Linked DNA regions of Mus musculus: regions 1, 2 and 3 are each linked to region 4. The links are chromatin contacts, called in public promoter capture Hi-C maps. All regions are on one chromosome and are shown on one strand. Each heading gives the region's core, a stretch centred on a gene start, on an enhancer-like site or on the middle of the called end of the contact. The rest is flanking DNA. Distances are from core to core; before and after follow the strand shown. Region 1 holds the start of Gcsam (germinal center associated, signaling and motility). Region 2 holds the start of Usf3 (upstream transcription factor family member 3). Region 3 holds the start of BC016579 (cDNA sequence, BC016579). Region 4 holds the start of Cd200r1 (CD200 receptor 1).

Evidence for each region. Promoter capture Hi-C pulls out the DNA fragments that hold promoters and counts their contacts.
Region 1: a promoter capture Hi-C map of embryonic stem cells shows a contact between it and region 4, with 5 times the contacts expected there. The contact joins the promoter of Gcsam here to the promoter of Cd200r1 in region 4. A contact is called at or near these places in 14 of 39 promoter capture datasets (the 3T3-L1 cell line, 3T3-L1-derived adipocytes, the C10 cell line and 9 more), 4 of 484 Hi-C or Micro-C datasets (the N1E-115 cell line, embryonic fibroblasts, gonadal supporting cells and 1 more) and 2 of 9 other capture datasets (adipose tissue and macrophages).
Region 2: a promoter capture Hi-C map of liver shows a contact between it and region 4, with 3 times the contacts expected there. The contact joins the promoter of Usf3 here to the promoter of Cd200r1 in region 4. A contact is called at or near these places in 2 of 39 promoter capture datasets (cranial neural crest and liver).
Region 3: a promoter capture Hi-C map of hippocampal neurons shows a contact between it and region 4, with 3 times the contacts expected there. The contact joins the promoter of BC016579 here to the promoter of Cd200r1 in region 4. A contact is called at or near these places in 7 of 39 promoter capture datasets (the C10 cell line, the HPC-7 cell line, cranial neural crest and 4 more) and 2 of 115 datasets of contacts at active chromatin or transcription factors (bone marrow-derived macrophages and large pre-B cells).

Annotation. Positions count from the first base shown.
Region 1 is chr16:45,608,329-45,613,754 of GRCm38.p6, forward strand. It overlaps Gcsam (germinal center associated, signaling and motility), which reads left to right and starts at 2,112. Exons shown (of 5, transcript NM_008099.4): 1 at 2,112-2,232. The coding sequence starts at 2,204.
Region 2 is chr16:44,170,737-44,176,131 of GRCm38.p6, forward strand. It overlaps Usf3 (upstream transcription factor family member 3), which reads left to right and starts at 2,661. Exons shown (of 8, transcript NM_001029889.2): 1 at 2,661-2,774.
Region 3 is chr16:45,650,142-45,656,127 of GRCm38.p6, forward strand. BC016579 (cDNA sequence, BC016579) reads right to left here and starts at 3,977. Exons shown (of 6, transcript NM_145389.2): 1 at 3,760-3,977. The coding sequence starts at 3,900.
Region 4 is chr16:44,761,153-44,767,134 of GRCm38.p6, forward strand. It overlaps Cd200r1 (CD200 receptor 1), which reads left to right and starts at 4,584. Exons shown (of 7, transcript NM_021325.3): 1 at 4,584-4,920. The coding sequence starts at 4,857.

The sequences.
Region 1 (5,426 bases), core at 862-3,361, 840 kb after region 4:
TCTCAGCTCATAAATCTCACTGGTATAAATATCCAGGTTTTTGTTTCTAGTTCAGGGAGTGTAATTTCTTACAGGTCTTAAGTACTGGAGTAAATGCTGATGGGACTAAAGAGAGAAGAGCTCAGAGATTTCCTTTTTGGACTTGTAACACTTTCACCTGTGCAGTGGGAGCAGTTTATTTAGCCCCAAGTCTGTACCACACCAACAATGTAGTGAATGCCCAGCTCCACCTCTTGCAGAATCAACACATTTTCTTTCCTGGTATCTGAGACTTCCACAGCTCAGTGTCTTCATCTAGTGGTCGGTAGTAAAACTGAAACTTGAAAACTGGGATTCAATAACCCAAAATGACAAGGCAGACTGATTTTTCAATCCCCGCCCCTAATGCTTTGACTCTGGTTGTAAACAGCCAGTGTAAACATTTGGGGAGAATTAGGAGGTGTGGCCTTGTTAAAGTATGTGTGACCTTTTTTCAGTTGTGGGGGAGGGTGGTGGTGGTGGTGGTTAAAGCTTTCAAAAAAATCCCAAACAAGGCAAAGTCCTTGTTCTCTCTGCTGCCTGCAGATCAGGATGTGAAGTTCTCAGCGACTGCTCCTAGGCCACGCCTGTCTGCTTTCCACCAGAGTGAATCCCCTGAAACTGGAAGCAAGCCCACAATTACTTTCTTCCATACGGGGTGATTTGTTCATATTGTCTTTCACAGCAACAGAACAATAACTAAGACAGTCCCCATCCTGCTGTTTGCCTTAGATATGACTTCTGTATTGCTGAAAGTCAAATAAAGAAATATATCTCCTCTGTTCTGCTCACTGTTGAGCCCAAGGTCCTCGGCACACAGTAGGTTCTCAACACACACTTGTTGACGGGATGAACAAATGAGTAACCAAACAAGAAACAACCATCATTCAAACGATGATTGCAGTCCCAGGATTCATTTAAGCAGTATAACTTATATACAGTTTACACATCCTTAGTACCATAGTAAAGAAGGCACAGACACACAGCCACTACGGTGGAGACAAAGAACAAGATCCTTTCCTAATATCATTGCCACCTGTCTGTGCAGGGAGTGGGGTGCTCCTGGCAAGCAGTCCAGGAGATATTCAGGTTATTTCTGGGTCCTGGGAGTCTGGGCCTCTGAAATGCAAGGTATCTGCAGCAATATGGACTCAAATTCTGCCTTTAGAGGGCAGCCAAGAGCAATAGCAATAAGGCTCTGTGTTTAGGGAGTCTTTGATAGCCCTAACCAACAGCTCAAAAGATGATTTATAAAGGGTGGTGCTGCCGTTTCGGTTAGATGAATTTTGACTTTTGGAGGAGGCATTGTCAGACAAGATGGGGAATTTTTATTTAAACCAATATATTTATGCACGGACTTCCATAACTACAGGTATTTTTAGGTAGAGAGCTAGTAGTATGACTCCTTATGACTTTTTCAGCCATCCTTACTGTTATTTTACCTTCTTCCTTCTGGATTTATCATCCTTCACACACACACACACACACACACACACACACACACACACACACACAGTAATTAGAGTGCTCCTATTTTTCCCATTTCCCACATCAAACCATTTTACCCTATGATTCCCCTCTCTATGGCTCTGTGGCCACTTCACTCAGCAATGGTCCCTCTCAACTTGCCTTGTTTGTACAGTTACTCCAGTATATGTGCTCGTGAGTACATTTTGAAAGTTTATATATGCCCAGCTAGACTGTGGCTTGATTCTGTTTTCCCTTTTGGAGTTTTTTTTTTTTTTTGAGGGGGGGTATTTGATATTTCAGACTTTTTTGTTTTGTTTGCTTCTAAACAATGATCCTCTCCCATTTGACTTTCTTACTAAATACAGGTGTCTGCCATGGAAAATCTCCCATGGTTCCTCCGTTAGGAAAAGCCTGGGACTCCCTAGTGGCTAACCCTCTCCCTAACCAACCTTTTTTTCCTTTGGTTAATAGTCTGGTGCATCAAGGCCCTGGTCTTTCAAGACACACAAATGTGCCTCTCATCTCCCCCTCAGCCTCTTCCTCCACCATCCAGCAGGCACCTCCTCTTTCTGACTCTACACGGGTGACCAGAGCAGCTCTGAAGCTACTGTCAGTCGGAAACTGCCAGTTACAGAGCACAGTGCCAGACCAAGGTGCAAGCCGGCTGAGAAGGAAGTGGAGACTACCAGAGGGAAGGTGCTGAGGGGCCTGCCTCATGGGGAACTGTTTGCAGAGGACAACCAGGTGAGCTCACTCCCTCCTGCGAGCAGAGACCTGAGCCAGAGGTGAAAGAAAAAAAGAGGACAGCTTTTAGGGTGAATGGACTAGGGAAGGGGTGTGACAAGAATTCAGTCCCTCCTGAGCCATACACCATGTGACTATCCTTACAGGTTTTCACACACAGAGACAATGAGAACATAAGAACAGGTGAAATGAGAGAAAGAACTTATTAAAGGAGGACTCCTGTCCATCTAAGAAATGAAACAGCTGTCCTGGGGCTGGGGAAAGGCATCCTTTCTTGGGCCCTGGATGTTCCTGAATGAGTTATATGTGCCCACCCTTTCGGGGAGTCTTTATAAATTTAAAATAAACACCACATTTCCTGCCATGTTGAGACGGCAGTTAGTACACTTATAGGCGGGTTAAGGAAAAGGTCTTGTCACTAGGGAGAAGACTTGCCTTCATCTTCCTGGACTTTGGTCTCCTCATTTTAAATGGAAAAAAAATTTATAATCCTACCCGGAGGTTCCAAGTGTAGATGGTGGCACCATGGTCCCTGACAGAGAAGGTCTCAGTGATGGGGGACTCTTCTCAATTTTCAGAGCAAATTTTTCATTCAATCAAAGAGAACACATGTAAAAGAAAATATGATCACACAAAATAAGAGAATTTCTATGGTATAAAGTTAGGTGATCTATAGAGGTCTGGCAGGGGGTCTTCCTTGCTGCCTTGGTCTTATATAACATATAAAGGGGAACATAGAAAAATGACGTCTTACACAAATGCTACTTACCCAAAGGAGGCTTGGCAGTATTCACGTCTTTTCCAGAGAGCCAGTATTTGCCCTGGACTCTCCCAAGCCTCCTCCTGCTTCTAGTAGCCTTAGTAAGATTATGAATGGCTGCCCTTATAGCTCCCTGTGACATCCTGTAAAGCACAATTGCTTCTTAATTTCTGCTCACTGCTTTGTGAATGCCTGGTTCTTGCCTTTGTTTCTGGCACACAGCAGGTACTCAGTGCTAGACTGATGACTGGAAGCATTCCTGAGGAGAGAGAAAGCAAAATGAAGATATGGTATAGATGAAGAAGCAGTGATAGATGACATACCTGCACTTTCGTGTTTCAGAACTTTGCTGTGGGGTTAAGTGGTGTAGCACCAAAGTATATTTACTATGAGAAGGTGAAGTGTATAGAAATACAAGCAGAAGAAGATGAGATGAGCTGCTAACCACACTTAGAGTTACAGCTTTATACCCACAGTCTTTATTTTAGCTCCTATATCTGATAGTCACTTGTATTTCCTTTTCTACTAAGAGCCAGTATGCCTTCAATTAATTTTTCTTTGAGGTTTAGTGTATTACGTTTCTGAAGTTAAAAGCTATTTGTATTTTTAATGGTTTCTTTTCATAAATATTGCAGAAATTAATATTGTTTTCTAGTCTGTGGTTTGATTTTTATTATCTGTGTTCATTACATTTTAAAGATGATCCAATTCTTTCAGGAAATCCCTTAGGTTTCTTTCCCTGTGCTCATTCCTGGTAGTCCTTCCTTACCAATTCACACACTCATTGTTTTAGTGTGTGATTTATTAATTTACATTTAGTCTTATACATCAATGCATGGTTCAGATATTATTTTGTATCCCTAAATAATTGCCCAGTTATTCCAGCATCCCTCTTCCTATGCTGGCACCTGTTGTCCATCTTTCTTCTTTTATCCCCGTGGGCACATTCCTTTCTATGTCTCTGTAGATCAGAGGACAGAAAATATCTCTTCCTAACAGGAAGAGCCCAAGGTCTTAGAGAAAAGCATTTTCCCAAAAGGAAACCCAGCTTTTCCCCCTTCTTGGTTGTAGAACCTCAAACAAGTTGCCTAAATTCTGTCCCCAGATTCCTTTTTAATAAATAACAGGACAATAGCATCAACTGATGGCCTTGTTCTGAAACTAAATGGAATGCAGCGCATAAAAAGACTGGTGCATACAAAGAAGTACTCACCAATTTTACTTCTTCATATTCTCAATTTCCAGCAAATTGGGAAAAAAAGAGTTTAAACAGAAATCCAATCCAGTGAATGACTTTATTGTCTCTATTTTATTCTTTCCTTCCCTTTCTATATATCCCTTGTTCTTTGAATTTCTGAGAAAGGTGCTAACTCATTGAAGCCTATTACTTGGGTGCAGGCCCTGGAAACTCAGTGAATAAAAGGTGAGGTGGTATTTTCAGGCTGATGAGGATTCTCAGGAATGTTTTTAGCATCACAGATGGACTGTTTCTTGTAGTGATAAAGATGTTAGATCTGAAACCACCGGCAGTGCTCCGAGCTTCAGAAGGGGCCATTCATAGATGACAGGGCAATGAGGGAAATGCTTAGATGGTTCAGGATTGCACATAAACAAAAGAAACAAAAAAAGTTGAGAGAAACATAGAACTTCAGTGCGGATTATGGAAGGAAACACTTGGTCCATTTCTGATATTTAAATCTTAGATGGCAGCTGGACATGCAGGAAACACCTTGGAATCTGAGACTCAGTGCCAAGGGAAGAACATGCAGGTGAGAGTATATGCTACCCAGCTACCCAGGAAGAAGGATTTATCAGGGTGGAGGCTACACATCCCCCACAGCTGAGGCCATCCATTATGGTGGTGAGTGTGTGAAGGACAGATAGACAACAAGACTGCCTTACACTGAACAGGAGACATGCTGCAATTCTAAGAGCCTGTGTCTCCTTGGCAACAGGAAATCAGATGTGTAAGTCCCTGGTACAACCTGAAATAAAGATCTGAAATCCTGTTGCTTCTTTGTTTGTGGAATAATATACCTTTGTGCTCAAATCTCTGCCTTAGCTTTGTCATGTTAAGCCTTGAGTTTCTATTTCTGAGTTAAATGCACTCTCCCATGTCAAGAGGTTGAAAGGCTTCTGGAGAGCTGCTTGTGTAAAAGCCAGTGCTGCAAATCTACTGCAGCTTTATGCATTCTTCCTGGGTGGCCTTTTGAGTACTCAGTCTTAGGCAACAACGAAGGAAAGAACCTTGTACCGTACTAGGACCTAAGGTCTAAGAATTCCAAATTGTGGCAAAGCCTGTTGTTCTGTGACCTACAGAAGTTGGCAGCAATTGTCATAGTGTTTCAGGAGGTACATTTGAAAGAGGACCTGAAAAACAAACAGAAAATCCAAGACTATCTTAGAGGCAGGGACCCAAAAGTCCTTCCCATCC
Region 2 (5,395 bases), core at 1,411-3,910, 590 kb before region 4:
TTCCCTCTCTGCTTCTACCATGTAGGCTCTGGAGTTTAAAGCCAGGTCACCAGGCTTGTTGGCAGATAGCACCTTTACTCTGAGCCACCATGCTGTCTCACTAGCTTGAGATCTGGACTTCAATCAGGAAATGAGGATTAAAACTAAAATTTAGCTGGGCAGTGGTGACGCATGCCTTTAATCCCAGCACTTGGGAGGCAGAGGCAGGCGAATTTCTGAGTTTGAGGCCAGCCTGGTCTACAGAGTGAGTTCCAGGACAGCCAGGGCTACACAGAGAAACTCTATCTCAGAAAAAAAAGAAAAGAGTAAAAGTTAATATTCTGAGCTTTCTCAAGAAATACTTGAGTTTTTGTTTTGTTTGTTTGATTGTTTGAATAATTATTTGTTTTCAAGACACGGTTCCTTTGTGTACCCCTAGCTGTCCTGGAACTCATGTAGTAGACCAGGCTAGAGTGGAACTCACAGAGATCTGCTTGCCTTTGTCTCCTGAGTGCTGGGATTAAAGGCCTACCACCTGGCTTTTTTTCTATTTTGAAATCATGTCAAAAATATTAATAATGATTCAAAACCCTTTAAATTCTGTTTTCTAAATTGTCAAAACTTTGTTTTGCATCTGGATTTGGTGTGCACACTATGAATTCCATCACTCATACTCAGGATGCAGAGGCAGCTGGATCTCTATGAGTTCAAAGCCAGCCTAGTCTACACACTGAGATTCTGTCTCAAACAACAAAATTCCAATATATATATATATAGGGGTTTTTTTTGTTTTGTTTTTTTGTTTTTTGTTTTTTTTGAGACAGGGTTTCTCTGTGCGGTCCTGGCTGTCCTGGAACTCACTCTGTAGACCAGGCTGGCCTAGAACTCAGAAATCTGCCTGCCTCTGCCTCCAAGTGCTGGGATTACAGGCATGTGCCACCACTGCCTGGCCAAATTTTTTTTTTATTTTAAATTAGAATTAATTTATTATAGTTCAGGAAGTTACGTGTAGCCCGGATTTGATATGTGTTACCCATAAAACCTTATATTTATACTGACATCGAAATGATTTCGTGTAGCTGGACATATATTAACATTATAGATTCATGGATGTATTATTAGTATTACTATTACAGATCTGATCCTAAGGTCTCTGCTGCTAGGGACTAGGGAATGACAAACGTATTCAAAAGTTAATTAAAACTCACTAGCAAGCTGGGCGGTGGGTGGTGGTGCAAGCCTTTAATCCCAGCACTTGGGAAGCAGAGGCAGGCGGATTTCTGAGTTCAAGGCCAGCCTGGTCTACAAAGTGAGTTCCAGGACAGCCAGGGCTACACAGAGAACCCTGTCTCGAAAAACAGCAACAACAACAAAAAAACTCACTGGCCTGGCCCAGATGGGACAAGGAAGTGAAAAAGAAATCAAACTGCCTATTAGCACCAAATTTGAAGTAACAGTAAGGGCCTATTTTATCACAGATTTTCAAAGTGCGGAGGAAACATAAAACGGGGTTACTGTTAACCTTTTTCTCAATGCAAGGTCTGTTTCTACTGTACATAGGTTCAAGTAGTATTTCTATTATGCCCTGCGTTCCAGTCCAATTGGCTATATCTGGTTGTGAAAAGCTCATAAATCTTTCACCACCACTAGGTGGAGAATCAGACACCTGTCTCGGGGAGGCGGGCTTGTGAAATGAAACAAAACTAGAAAAAGATAGCTGGATAGTTCAAGAGCTCCAAAGGCACTTTAGAGGACGCTGAGGTCTCCGGTCCTAAATAAGGGTGTCTAGTAGCCTAAATTTAAGGTTCCAATCCCATCCCCCAAAGCCACGCACTCACTTCCTTAGCAGGGGACTGCAGAACCTTTCTGAAAACGGGCTTCGTGCAAATAAAGGACGTCAAGAGTCCACCGTATACGAATTCCTGCAGTCTCCAATATCCAAAGATAGTGCACTGAGGGAAGTCACATAGGACTGGATTTTCCACCTTCATTTACCACCTTCTAACCCTCCAGGCTAAAGGTACTTGTCTATCTTTTGCCACTCTCCTCCTCTTCAGTTTTTTTCATTTCTACGCTTGCATTGAAAGCTGCCATAAGCATAATACAGAACAGGGTGCGAGGAAGTTTCTTAAAAACCTCTTTTTTTTTTTTTTTTTCCTAGCTTCTCAAAGCGTCCCCTTTAAGGAACCAGGCCCACCTCTTTCTCATCCACCTACTGGCTTTCCTTTCTGCCTGTCACTCTACCTTTAAGAATATTTCCTGTTCTTTCAACCCAACTTGCACACCTCCGCCCCCCGGCCTTGGTCATTGGGCCGCCCGAGGCCTGTTCCCTCCTAGCTTTTCCCTCCTTCTCCTCCCGCCCTCCAGCCTAGCGCAGCGGAATCCCGGCTTCTGACTGGCCACGGTGGCAGCCTCCCCAGCACCGGATTGGCCGGCCGGTTGGTCGGGGCGGGAGCGAGGCGCATCCAGGCTAGGCTGTGCGCGTGCCGAGCGGCGGCCGCGGGAGGGGCGGGAGGGGCGGGGGGAGGGGGGCTGGGAAAGTTGAGGCCGTGCTGCCGCCGGGTCTCCGGCCTCGAGGGCTCGGGCTCGCTGCGGCGGCGGTGGCCGCGAGGAGAGGCGGCGGGGGCGGGGGGAGAGGAGGGCCCGGGCCCGCGCTCCCCCAGCCCCGCAGAAGCAGGGGGCGGCCGCGGACCCAGAGGCTCGCCTAGACGGCCAGACACCGCTGCCTTCCGCTCCTGGGACCATGACCCAGGCGGGGGTCGCCGCCGCCGTGGCCCGGAGCGCGTCACCGGCGGGTGAGTGGCCGCGGGAGGGGGCGCTGACAGCCGGGACCGCGGCTGCGGGGGCGGCTCCGGGGGGCGGCCCCGGGCTCAGCTCCACCCACCCCCTCCTAGCCGCGGGAGGTGAGGGCTAGGCTGAGTGCCCCTCGTTCCTGGGGTCCCCAGAACTCCCCACCTATCCCGGGGCGATCGCTCTCTTCACTCCGGCATGCTCGCACCCTGGGTGCCAGGCCTGAGGGAGCTCGCCCTGCTCCCGGTGCGCGCCGGCGGACAGAGGCCCCATGCTGTCCTGGGTGCATAAAGAGCTGGGCAGCCAGGTCCCCACCGGGTGGCCTTTGCTAGCCTCCTTCACCTTTTGCCATCCCTTCCATCTCTTTACTTGTCTTCTGACTTTCCTTCTGATCCACTCGTCAAACTCGCTGCTTGCTTTTGTAACTTTCACCTCTGTGTCGGAGAGTTAGGCTGACGTTTTCTTTTTAGAAGCCCATCTTTTTGCTTCTGAATAGCACTGGTCCATGCGAATGGCATTCTTGTCCGATTTCAAATTTCCTGAACAAGCATGAGGTTTCTGGACGCTTGGCTGAGGTTGGGCATTTTGGGGATAGAGTTCTCTTCTCTCTGTGGGGTCTTTTTTGCTTTTATTGACCTCATCTGTAGATAAGAGACCACAAAAAACTAACTGCCAAAACCAACTAATGTTCAGATAACATTTTACCACTAAGTTGAGTGAATTAACAAACATGATAGGTCTGGCCGACTTTATGGGTAACAGTGGCAGAGTCTTAAAGGAAACTTTGATGAGTAAGTGGACCCTGCAGTAGCTTTTCCCCATGGCCAGTCAGATCTGCTCTTTGCAGGGCCGACAGTTTCCTCGGTGACCTTTTCCTTTCCCTCAGAACACTTGACTTGCTGTATGGATACTATGTTTCCATTTGCTTGGGAAATACACAACGTATTTGTTGCAAACTGAGGAAGATTCATTGAGAAGCCAAGAGTTGTGAATGAAAGCTGTATCAAGAAGCATGCCAAAGGCCAACAGCCACTTGTGACCCAGAATGAACATAAAAGTGGTCCAACCCAAAATTGAAAACATATCCAATCCCTTGAGGGTTTCTTTTTTTCCTTTCTTAATTTCATTGTATGGTTCCAGAGAGTGAACCTTGTAAAGACAAGTTTGTGTCACAATGTCAAAAGGTTGGGCAGTAGTCTAAACATTATGACTTTTGTATAGATTAGCTTTAGTAGTTTGGTGATTGTAGTAGTCTGTGCATTGATGAAATGTAGAACTCTTTTGATACAAAAGCATTTCCATTCAGTGTGGTAAGGGCCACCTAGAATAGTTATTTTCTACCCTAGTCGTCTATAGAACATCACAGAAGTTTTTTTAAAAAAGATTTTACAGTGAGCTAGTTTTGTATGAAACACACACATGTGCGCGCGCACACACACTTGCACATGCACATGCACGCACTGTTTAACTCCAGCTAGAAGAGAAGCTTCCACAGATAGCAAGCTTGGAACCCCTGGCAGTAAAGCCAGGTCTTAATGTTATCTCACGCTGTTCCTTCCTGTGGTCAAGCCCAATGGTTTCTTAACTGGATTGTTTGTTACAGTCACCTTCCCAGACTTTACCTTTGATCTGGAGGGAGGCAGGCTGTGGTATACCTCTTAAAACTCTCCAGGCTATTCTGCTCAGCAGCCAGGGCTGAAAATTACCTTAAGCTTGGTACAATGTCCAGGCTGTTCTGCTTGTATTCCAGGGTTTTCCTTGGCAAGCCTTAAGTTGTGTATTCAACTTTTGCCCCACAACCTTCCATGTGAACCTTTGGACCCCACTCAGATAATGCAATTTAGATCCCTGCTGTTGCTAACTTGGGTGTTTCTCCTCTATATCAAGTAATTGTAGTGACAGATCCCTTAAATATGAAATCTTTGGTATGTAAGTGCACATATACCGTGAGTGTGTGTGTGTGTGTGTGTGTGTGTGATAAAGGATCTCTCGTTGCTCCTAGGCTGACTTTGAATTTGTAGCGATCCTCAGGCTTTTATCTCCCAAGTGCTGGAATTACAGATGTGTGCCCTCATACCTCACACCAAGAATAGTTTTAGATTTTAAAAATTACATTATTGAGAGGGGGGGTGGGTCTGCATTTGCAGTATATAGATGCGGGGTCAGAGGACAACTTGAGAGACAGTTTTCTGCTGTGTGGGATTGGACTCAACTTGGCAGGCTTGGCAGCAAGTACTTGGTGAGCCATCTTACCAAGCCAACAACAAATTTTGTTTTGTTTTGTTTTGTTTTGTTTTTCGAGACAGAGTTTCTCTGTGTATCTTTGGCTGCCCTGGAATTCCATGGGTAGACCAGGCTAGCCTTGATCTCAAAGATCCATCTGCCTCTGCCTTCCAAGTGCTGGGATTAAAGGTGTGTGCCACCACCACCCAGATGAGTCTATTTTTGTTGGTGGTTCTTATATAGTTTCAAGTTTGATTTTTTTTATTAGATATTGTCTTCATTTACATTTCAAATGCTATCCCAAATGTCTCCTATACCCCCTCCCCTGCCCTGCTCCCCTACCCACTTACTACCACTTCCTGGCCCTGGCGTTCCCCTGTACTGAGGCATATAAAGTTTGCTA
Region 3 (5,986 bases), core at 2,727-5,226, 890 kb after region 4:
TCCCACTGCTGAGGCTATGATCGCTGTGAAGGCTGGTCGGATGGAATTCAGTGGGTACCAGTGATCTGTTGAGAGGCCTCAGGTAGATTCTTCCACAAGGCACCTGCCATAGGTGCTTGCACACGCCACCTTACATTCTGTGACGGCATTGGGTGGCCCTGGAATTTTCAGGATTTTTCTCTGAACACTACACGAGATCTACCAGCTCCCCAGGTAAGTGACTAAATATGTGACACTAATACAGGATGTGTATACAATGGCAGAATACCTATCTCAGGCCCAAAAAGCCTGTCTTCTTCTTGGCTCAATTAGGAGAGCTTATAATAATAATAATAATAATAATAATAATAAATCATCTAGGAATAAGCAGGAAGTCTGTGCACAAGAAATCCTGCACCTTCATATCACTTGATCTACACTTGATCTACACATTTCATCTAAACCCAGAAAAGCCAGTTGAATCTTGTACTACATTGAATAATGCATAAAAAGAGGGTCAATTTGGTAGCTCAGATAAACCTTGGTTCCCAATGAGCAGTCAATTTACTGATTTATTATTAACCAATACAATGATGATGTCATCACATAAGATATCTCTGGGATGCTGAGTAGGGGCCCTGTAATGAGCCTTTAAAGAAATTCAGTCTCACCCTATTACCTACAATTTCTTTTGCAATGTTTTGCCCAAGGGTATTAAGCTGTAGTAACAATAGACAAGGTGGTGTTCAATGGCTTACATTCCTTTCCCTCTACATTCCAATCCAGATTAAGAAAGAGAGACAAATTCTTCATATACTCTCCTTGCCCAACTTTTCCAAGCAGGAAGCTGCCTAAGTTGATGGGATGCTTATGATCTCAGTACCTTTCCCTCCCATTGTCTGTTCACCCATCCATCTGCAACTTACCCCCATACATCATTTAAATTACCTAATGGAATATATTTATTTGTAATACATAATTTGTAATTGAGGCAACTATAAATAAAATTATATAAATCTATAAATCGCGTCAAATATATTCACCTATACAGGAGAAAATTAATCAGGTGGGGCCAGCAAAATGGCTTAGCAGATAAAGGCCTCACAGCCAAACCTGACACCCTGAGTTTGATCCCTGGGATACACACAGTAGAAAAATAAACCTAACTCCAGCAGGTCATCTCCTGATACCTCAGGATGTACATCATGGCCCATGCGCACACCACACACACACACACACACACACACACACACACACACACAGAGAGAGAGAGAGAGAGAGAGAGAGAGAGAGAGAGAGAGAGAGAGAGGAGGAGGAAATCAAAGTAATGTTTTCTTAAAACTGATGAACAATGTAGACCTGAGACATTGAAAGTCATTGAGTCTGAACTTTAGAAGGCCCCACTGAGTGACCCTGAGCTGCTGGGCTGTATCTCTGGAGCTTCAGCTTCTTCAGTCAGCTATTTCATCTGTCAAACCAGAAAACTAGCACCCTCCTCTTCCACTTTTATCTGTGTCCCTATGACCTAACACTCTGAACAAAACTAACTTGGAGGGGTGGGGGAAGAAGGAAGGAAGGGCTTCCTTATTTGGCTTACACTTCTAGGTCAGAGGCCTTCCTTGAGGGAAGTCAGGGCAGGACCTCAAGGAGGAATCTGAAGCAGAATTTATGACGGAATGCTGTTAGCTAGCTTTCACACTGGCTCATGCTGAACCAGTTTTCTTATAGCCCAGGACTACCCGTCCAGGAATGATATCCCCAACAGTAGCCTGGATCCTCCCTTATCAATAGATAATCAAGACAATCCCTTACAAACATACCCACAGATCAACCTGATACAGTTACTCAACTGAGACTCTTGTCAGGTGATTTTTTGCTGTCTCAAGTTGACAGTTCATGCTAACTAGGGCAGCTCCTTCTACCCTTAATAATTAGCTGCATTGATGTGTTACACAGTTGCACATAGCAGCAATAGGTACAAAACATATGCTTTGGAAAGTGTATGGACTTAAATAAGAACAAAAGTCAGAACTATTATCACACAACTTAAGATGGGGACACAAAAATTTTAAGTATATAGACCATGTGCTTGTGCTAACCAGTCCTTACTGAATGAACGTCACTAACTGACCATTCATGTTGAAACACATTTCAACCTATTCTCTAGAGTCAGAGACTGATGAACATGCTAGGGAAGGGTTTGAGGTTTTGTCCTCTCTCTTCTCAGTAAAGTGCTACCATTCCAGTATTTCTAGAACGCTCTTCAGGTTCTCTACCCTCACCCCATTCTATCAGTTATTGAAATTTTCCTATTTAGACACCTACAACGCCAAATTACAAGGAAGTCTGGCACATCTACATACGTCTGACTAACAAGGAAGTCACTAGGACACTGAAGCCTATTCTTTACAAAGCAGGTGCTACGCAAATGTAAGATTCTGATACCTGGTATGGATTTGGCGTGTTCTCAACTGTTCTCTAGGGCTCTCAGGGCCTAAACGGAGCATATGGTATTAACATTGTTTCACATAAATGGAGCATATGACATTAAGATTGTTTCACAGCGTCTCTGGGCTCAAACACTTTTTCCCCCCTGGAGAATGTCTCAATCTTTGGGGATGTACTGGGCCTGACTAACTTGAGGTAAGTATTTCTAATTCTCCTGCCCAGGCTCTGCCCTGGAGAATCATACAGAAAGTTCCTGATTATGGCTTCTTGCACTGGCCTTCAGGCATTACCTTCCGATTTTCACTCATCTGTGGTCTTATTTCATACAAACAGAAGGTGCCAACTTAGACTCCAGGGTACTCATAAAATAAGGCATTGCCACACAGTGTTTTCAGGAATCACAGTGGACCAAGAGTAATGTTTTCGAGCTTTGAATTCTACTAAAGTCAGAACTTGAGCCCAAGAGGGATGGGGGTGGAGTGGGGTGAGAAAAACCAGGCTAAAACAATGCGTCCAGAAAATTGAGTGTGCCCAGTAAAACTCAAGTAAACCTTTGGAGTTGATGAGAAGACAGGTGGCTCAGCATTCAAACTCTCTGATGTTTTACAAGTATTTGATCTGTGAGTAATGTTATGATATCAGAGAAGGGTTCAACCTACACACCCTTAAGGACTTCCTCAGAGATGAAAAGACAGTGAGGCTAGTTCTTAGGTAGAACTTAGAAAGTATTTCCCTTGTACTAAGCTGGCAAGTTCACAACAGTTCACAACCCTCAGTCTGGACGCAGCAGCTCTTTCCTCCTCGTGTTCTTTGCCTGCTTTTCTTCTGGAGGAAGCAGTGGCCAAAGTGGGAGATAACAAAATGTGTTTGAAGGTGGGGGGAGGGCGCGGAGGACATAGGGCTGGTTAAAGGTAGGAGACAGTGGATTGCACGCCCCTAGAGGTGGTGGTGGGGTGCTGGAAGGGAGAAAGGGGAGAGAGAGAAAGCGGAGAAGCGAACGGGGAGAGAGACAATATGATTCAATCCATCACTCTATTTTTATTTGGGAAAGAAAAACAAGTTAAAAGTTACATAATTTTCAAACAGCACCTCTACCTCTAAGGCTTTGCTCTCCATTGAAAGGAGCAGCCACGCCCCTCTACAGGATTCCTGAAGTCTCTAGGCGAGGTCCGAGTCTCATAATGGAGGGGTCTGATCTAAGAAATTCCAAAAGTTCTTGCTTTCTTTAACCTCCCCTTCTTTGCGTGTCCTGGGCGCTGGAAGGACGCTTTGGAGCCTTTAAGTGGTGCCAGGCCCCTTCCCTGCTGTCACGCCAGAACCCTAAGTCCTTACCTGGGCTGGGCTAGGGTCCTCAGCGGAGTTAGGCTGGATCCGAAGGTCATTGTTGAGAGGTGTCAGCTCTTCCTGAGGCCCGTCCAGCATCGAGAGCTCCAGCTCTTCCCGGGGCGATTGGGATCTGGACCCTTCTTCCATGGCAGCGCCGAAGACGGAGGCTCCGCTGAGAGGCAAGACTCTAGCACCTAAGGGTGCAGAGTCCAGCACAGGGAGACTACTCAGCTCACACTCCACCCACCAGGCGCGGCAGGTAGACCTCGGGCGGCGCCAGATAGGCCTGCGGTGGCGGACCTGGAGGGGAGGGGCGAAGCCAGAGAGAGTGGAAGCACTCCGGCTTTGGTTAGCTGACCTTGCTCAGGAAAGGTAGATGCAAGTGGGACCGGCTGTTTTTCAGGTTTGTTCAGGGTGCTAGCTGCAATGCCTTTCCGTGTGGATGCAGACCGCAGAAGCTCACAGGGCCTGATTGCAAGCTGGACTGTGGCAAGGAAGGGATAGGCAGGGTTGGGTGGGGAGGGTGTTGGGGGACGGGGGAGGGTGCGGTTCCGGAAACTTTCCAGCCTTCTACCTGGACCAGTGTGATGCTGAAACTTACTCCAGTACTCACTGTCTAGCGAGGGCTCATCTACCAAATCAACAAACAGCTATGAATCATCTTCCGTGTGCCAGGCAGCATGCTTGATTCCGAACACACGAAGATGAATAATACACAGCCCCGAAGTAATTTTCATACACTACCTCTACCTCTATGGCTTTGCTCTCCATTGAAAGGAGCAGCCACGCCCCTCCTGATTCAGGCACAGGGGCAGTATCAGTATCCCTTAGACTAGTAAGGGCAATCGGCACTGTGTGAGTTCTTCATACGCTTGTGTTTCTCAGCACAGAAGACAGTGACTCGCAGAAGCAAAAATTCATAAACATTACTGATTTACTGATTATTGTTTATCTTTGAGAGGAGGGGTCATGAACACCGCACCTGAAGAAAAGGCCCATGTGTCAGGAAGCATACAATGCCTTCCACACCCCATGCACAGCTCAGAACTGGCTTAGTGAGCCGGGAATTACGTTTGCAAAGCAAAGTGTGTATTGGGTATTGGTCCAAAGATCTTGCCTCTAGCTAAACCTTCTTTTCAGAACCACCATCCTCTCCCCATTTCCTTCCTCTCACATAGATAGTTATTAAGACCAGTTTGAGGATTCCAGAAATATTTGGAAATATCTCTTTTCTTTGCAGTGCTAGGGGCTCAGCCCAGGTATATGGCCCTACCCCTGGGTTTTATCACCAGTCACCAGAGAGATGCTGTTATTGTGATGTTTATCCTTAATCCCAAAGAAAGTGTTTTTAGAAAATTGAACTAAGTACTATGAACTGGAAATACTCATTATCACAGGGTAGTCATAATTTGCCAATCACTTTTACTAATTTGGAAAATAACATTTCCTGTTCTCTGTCCTTTCAATTCTACTTTCTCTACAGTTCTGTGCAGTGCTCTGAGTCCTGTTTAATATAGTGTTACTATTTCTCCTTTGAAATTCTTTTTCATCCCATTTTACTTGTTTGGTGCTACGGTTAACTCTGCCCTCTGACAGGAAAAATACGGTTCTAATATGGAGTGAGACACTCTCTAAATTAAGATAAATCAAGAACTGGGATGGGCTGAGCAAGTACTATAGACTTACAGCTATTCAAACCATGCATTACGAGGCTTTGAGAACAAATTGAAATCTTGGCCCTTTAAATTTTACAAAAACAACCAGAAGCCAGGAGATAGCATACCTGAAAAGTTTGACTTTCAGAACACTCACCCAAAATGCATCTGGCCTTTCACTGCTGGCCACCTGTGTGACCAAGAGCTCAGAGGTATGCCTCAGTCCACCTCTTACCATTCTGCTTTCTGTCGCTTAGTGAAGATTGGAAACCCTGAGTTTTGTGTGGGGTGGGTCAGTTTCTTTGTAGGCAACATGATGCTGTGCACCCATGATCCATCTTGATGCCGACAGATCAAATTGCATTGGAAACCAACACATTTGCTACCTCCTCTGCCAGTTACTGAGTTTTGCTAAATTTCCATTTATGAGGTGCCTTTGTTTTGTGCATTGAGTTTTGTGATAATGCTGACAGTCAGGTATGGCTTCCCAGAGATATCTTACTATGTGCCATGTTTGTCTCAATCCTTGTAAATGTCTCTTCTTGCATTGGAACACAGAGGAAGAACACCTATCTCTC
Region 4 (5,982 bases), core at 3,334-5,833:
TGATTATTTTCCAGTATTTATCAACATGGCCGACACTGCAAGGGACCATGTTATCCCTTGCAGTAAATGGCTTTGCTATTTCAGGTTTGATGGCATTGCCCACAGTTCAGGTATTTTTTGCGAACTGTCTCACCCACATCTTCCTGGAGCCATCTCTTGTGATTGGGTGTGCAGCTTTAAACCTGGTCATTTGAGGCCAATAGAAGATATTCTAAAGGATGACTTATGCCCTAGCATTCTGTATGAGATTACCCGAGTCTTATGAAGTGATTCGAGTCCATTCGTTCCACTGTTTTCCTTTATCCCTTCATTATTACAAATGATGGCTTACAGTTTCCTTTGCTCAGTACTCAACAATGGCAATCTTCAGCTTTTCTTGAAACAAGGCAAAGGGTCTCTATTGTATCAGTTTCTTTATACTGTTTGTCTAAATCTGCCCAGCAATTCAGAAGAGTTATTATTACTCTTTTAAACGACACATCTAATGGCCATGACAACCACACTAGCCATTAAGTAATCATTTGTAATTTTTTGTTGTTGTCTTTAAGATAAGTGACAAGGCCTCTCTATATAGTCCTGGCTGTCCTGAGCTTGCTATGTGGATCAGGCTGGCCTCAGACTCATAGAGATCAACTTGCCTCTGCCTCCCAAATTCTAGGGGGTTAAAAGCATACACCACTATGCCTGGCCCCTTAATTTAAAATAAATTCATAGAAGATATTAGTTAAGTGTGCAAGTGCTTAGTATGTTAGCATACATTGTCCTCAAAAATCACAAAGTGAAACCTTTAACTGAACTTATCAAATACAAGTTTGAAAGCATTTATATTGATTTCACAAAATTGTCTGCAGTGGGCAGCAGAGAGCAATATTAATAAATGTAAACTAGGCACATGGCTCATTTACTAAAGAACCATACACAAAACAGCAACAAAGACATCACAACTCAACGAAATGGTAAGTGTGTGAAATTGAAAGAGAAACATAATTGGCAGATGACAACTCAGTGGAAGATGTATTGTAGACAAGACAGAGAATCAGAAAGGGGAAAGAAAAGGACAGTCTAACTGGCTAAGGTCTAACTACAAATTAGTTTCTTAGATCTCATTCCTGCTTCTGTCATGTGTTACGTGTGTCTTTGGAAATTTCACCTAGGTTTTTGTTGTTGTTGTTGGTTTTTTTTTGTTTGTTTGTTTTTTTTTTGTCTAAGAAAGGGAAAATGTAAAATGGGAATACTAAAGATATTATTCTACACAAGGCTGTGGAGAGAATGAAATAGGGTAATACTTAGGAGGGCTCGACTTTGGATGTTAAGCGTAAGGGCTTAGCAAGTGTTATTTACTGTGACCATGATCAGTAAGATCTAGAACTGATTCTTAGCAACAAATAAAGCATCACTAAAGTTTCTCTATGTATGCAAAGGGTGCTACCACACTAACTAGGGCACATGCTACTTGTTGGATATTACTCATACTTTGTTTTGATACATTCATGTCTATTTTGTGCATAATTTGTAAAATTATAACAAAATGGTTAGCTCTTATATAATAGACATGTAAATGTATAATATATAAATGTATGCATACATGCATACCCATAGTATATGTAAATGATGACATAGTGTCAGTAGAAGTAAAATTTGTCAAGATAAATACCAGCGTAATGATAGGATGTGAAGGTAGACACATATATAGTGCATCAGCTGCATCCTTCTTCTCAGGGCTGGGCAGACACTTGACACTGAAGTGCATCCTGGGCCCTTCCAGATTGAGGAGTACTCCTGAGCAGAAGTTGTTCACTTGAATAGCATTGAAGATAGATACGTAATTTTTTGAGTAAACCAAAGGTACACGTTTGTGGTTGTCACAGTTTAAAGGGGCTTTAGCTAACTTGCTAAGCCTTTAGCTTTTGGCAACCACACTATTGGCCTTGATCTACACTATTCCATTCTGTTTCATGTTTTCAAATCTACACCACCCCATTCTGGATTTTATTTTCTTTTGCCCACAAATTCCTCTATTCTTAATAGATAACAGTGAGAGAAAGATGGAGGGTTTGTGTTTCTGCTTGAGCAATTTCTCTCTCTTGATCTCTCTTCATTCTTCTGTCCTGGTTTCTGGGATCGGGTACCAAAAAGTAGACACAGGGAGAAACTAGGACCTTGAGATTTTTCAGAGAGAAGCGTTTACAAGATGCACACGTGCCTCTCTTATAGTGGTCATGTTCGTTGTACATCTTCAGAGAGAACTGAAGTGGTAGTAAGCTTCTGGGGCCTTAATGTAAATACCTGTTCTCCTTAAGAAGAGAAGGTGGGGCTTGGGAAAGTTGGGTTGTGGGACTTGAGGGCAGAAGGTGTGAAGAAGTAGAGAGACAAAGTAGACTCTTGGTGAGCCTACTTTATGAACTCCATGGTGTGGAAGTTACTGAGTCAACTCTTACACAGCTGGTTAAAGACTGTGATTTGTTCTCAGATGAGCACACAAGGAGAGAGTCTGAAAGATCACTGCTTGAAGGGGTGGGTGGGGCTGTGAGGGGCAGGGCTGTGAGGGGATGGGAGCTGAACCTGAAGAACTCAGCCAGGCCATTGGCAAGCATGAAATCCTTTGATTGGACACTTAGAAGGTCTCTGAAGCTTAGCTTCAATTTTTTTTTTGTTTTTTTCGTTTTTTATCATTGTTTGTTTTATATCATTAAAACAAATGAAAGTAACTTAAAACAAAAGTAATTAAAACAATTTCGAGGCTGTGAATGTGGCTCAATTTATAGTGTCTTGCCTAGTATGCATGAAACCATGGGTTCATCCCCAGGACCACATAAACTAACTGTGGTAGCACATGGCACAGTATAATCTCAGCATTGGGGAGGTGAAGACAGGAGAACCAGGAGTTCCCAGTTATCCGTGGATACACAGAAAGTTTGAGTCCATCCCATCTCAAAAATAAATAATGAAGAGAAGAATAAAAAAAAAAAGAAAAACAAAATTAAAGAATTTGTTCTCTCTCTGCTGTGTGTGTGTGTGTGTGTATGTTTGTGTGTGTACATGTACATGCCATCGTACAAATGTGAAGGCTGGCTATGTTATCTCACTCTACTTTGATGTAGTTGCTGGGGACTGCAATCAGGTCTACAGGCTTGTGTGGCAAACACCTTTACCTACTAAGCCATTTCGCTCCCCTGATCATCAAAACTTTTTGATGACATGGACAAAAGCTCATGCCATTATAATATCAAATAGAAAAGAAATACAGACACAGCTAAGAAAATGAACCAGTATCATTGAGGTTGCTTGGCAGAGAATTAAGCACTGCTCAGATTGTCCTCAGAACCTACAGTGTCAACAGCTTCTTGTGATGGAAAAACAGTATTTAAATTTAAATGACATGTCTTCAAGTCTTTCTTTCTCTTAAGGATCTTATCTCCTTGTTCCTTTGAATCAGAATGGTGCACTGAGAAAGCTTGAGAGGTGGAGGAGGGTAATATATAGAGTTTAATGTTTGGCAAGAGGGAAGAGGGAATTGCTAACTTTGAAAATTCGTGCTGTTTTATCTTTTTTTCCTGTTGACAATGTTTTCTTCCTCTTCCTGGAGCATTTTGCTCAGGGGTAGGAAATTCTTACCACAGAGGTTTTTTGGTTTTTTTTTTTTTTTTCCTTCTTCTCAACTGTAATCTAAGTTTATACTAACTAGTAACATTACACAGAATTTTTCTGGGAAGTTAGACTCTCAGATCTATGACAACTCAAAGGCGGTTATCTGTGACTACAACAACCTAACTCCTCGAAAGTCAAAGAGAATGGAAATTCAGTACTGAGCCTCCCACAGAGGTCTGCGACTGAACGTTCACTGATGTGGCAAAAGGGACTATGTGAATGTAATTAAATTAAGGATCTTCGGATGAACAGACAATGCTCATTGGACAAATTAATCGCAAAGGACCTTGTAAGAGGAAGGCAGAAGGGTCATCATCAGGCGATCAGCTATGGCAATGGAACACAGGTTAGAATGATGTCCGATGGCCGCAGGCTAGAGCGCAGAGACATCTGGGTGCTGGAAAAGGTCGTGTCTCCAGAAGAAGCAAAGGCCTGGCTACGCCTTGATTTTAATCCCATATCATGACGTTCAGACTTTTGACTCCCGGGCAGTGCATTAGTGCTGTGTTTAAGCCTCTCATTTTGGGATTGTTAGGGTAATAATAGAAATAATAGAAAATAATAGAAAAACGCATTTGATGCTCCCAGCATTATGTGTGGGGTTCCAGACTAGATAGTAATCTCACCATGGCATTTTCAAGTAGAAATATTTATTCTGCATTAAAGACTGAGGAAGGGTATACACACTATTATTATTATTATTATTATTATTATTATTATTATTATTATTATATTGGAGAACTTTCCAGAAATTCATTGTGGTTAGGAAATTTACAAGCACGCGGCGAAAATCGATCGATAACCCTCTTCAGTTTTGAATGGAGGTTTAGACACATCCATCTGTCTTGGGCATGTTCAGAGCCTTACTGTACAGTTTATCTGTGAGCAGCAGGAGAAGAGAAAGAGCCAATGGGCTGAAAGTAACCCACTCAGTCAGCTTCCTCTGTCTTTGCTTCACGGTTCTGCACAGGAAATCCATTGCTGTGTCAAGTCCCAGAGAAGTTTCTTCTCTTCCAAGCCAGACTAAAGCACGCGAGTGGAAGGAGTTGGCAGGCAGGACGGGGCTGCTCCCTGCGGATGGGTTAAGAGGTGCGCTACCACGCAGAAGCCAACCCGAGAGAAGAGGGATCCGGGTTATGGTCACTGCTGCTCCCTTACCTCTGAGGAGAAAAAGTACCGAGTGAGCGGCGGAAAACCAGAAAACCGAAATGTTTTGCTTTTGGAGAACTTCTGCCCTAGCAGTGCTCTTAATATGGGGGGTCTTTGTGGCTGGTGAGTCTGAAATTTTTTGGGGGGTGTGGGTGGGGAGAATGACTAAGGGAGGAGAGACCTGTTCTGCGCAGCATTTAAGCCTTGTCCCTTTTCGCTGGGTAACGCAAGCCAATTTCTGTTGTAGAGATAAGGGTTGCTCCAGATATGGGTTACCTTGTCACCTCTACTTTCTGCTTTGTCTGATTTATTTTTGCTTTGTGTTCTATAATGTCCTCCACTGTCGCTTCCTCATCTCCCCTCCCCCTTCAGGACAGGTCAGGATAAATTAAACACATATTCATAGCAATCAAAATGACATGGGGGTCTCTGTATCTTCTTCTTGGGGAAAACCAAAAACCAAAAACCAAACCAACAACCAGCTATCATCTCTGGTCTCCCTCGCCAACAGTGTAAGTTGGGAACGTATCTTTTTTTTTTTTTCCTGACACTTTTCGTGACTGCAGGCTTTACACATACAGTTACACTGGTGTATCTGTGATGTATATTTGCCTTTATCTTGAAGATATGTGGGCTACAGGAGTCACTTTCTGAATCAGGAGGTGCACGCCTCAATGTCTGCAGTTTTGTAGGAGTTCAATAGAATTTGGGGCTACCGTGCGGGTGTCCTGATTTCACTGTAGAAGGGTGGTGGGAGTTCGTGTAGGAGGCTTTTTCATGTTTCACTTTTAGTAGCTGCAGTAGCTACGAGGGAACAACAGACTTAGCTCTGAAATGTATAGTTTAACAATTTAAAGGAGACACGGTATTTCTTTCCTTTCACCAGAATTCCTTTAAAAATCACATTTTGGTCTATCTTCCAGAAAGAGAACATCACATGATAGTCTTACTGGTGAGCACACGTAAGATAACTATGATCCACCACTGCACCCTTCTGCTGAGAATTTTCAGTTATCTGTTCTTTTTGATGTGCATAGCAAGCCATTGAGGTCAGGATGGAAGAAAGCTCCGTTTCACATAGCTAGAACCTAAGCTTAGGGCGGTGAAGTGCTTTGTCCGCAGTACTTATTTCCATAAGCACCACAAAACATTGGAGTGTGCAGTTTACCCGGATTGCTTTTCACT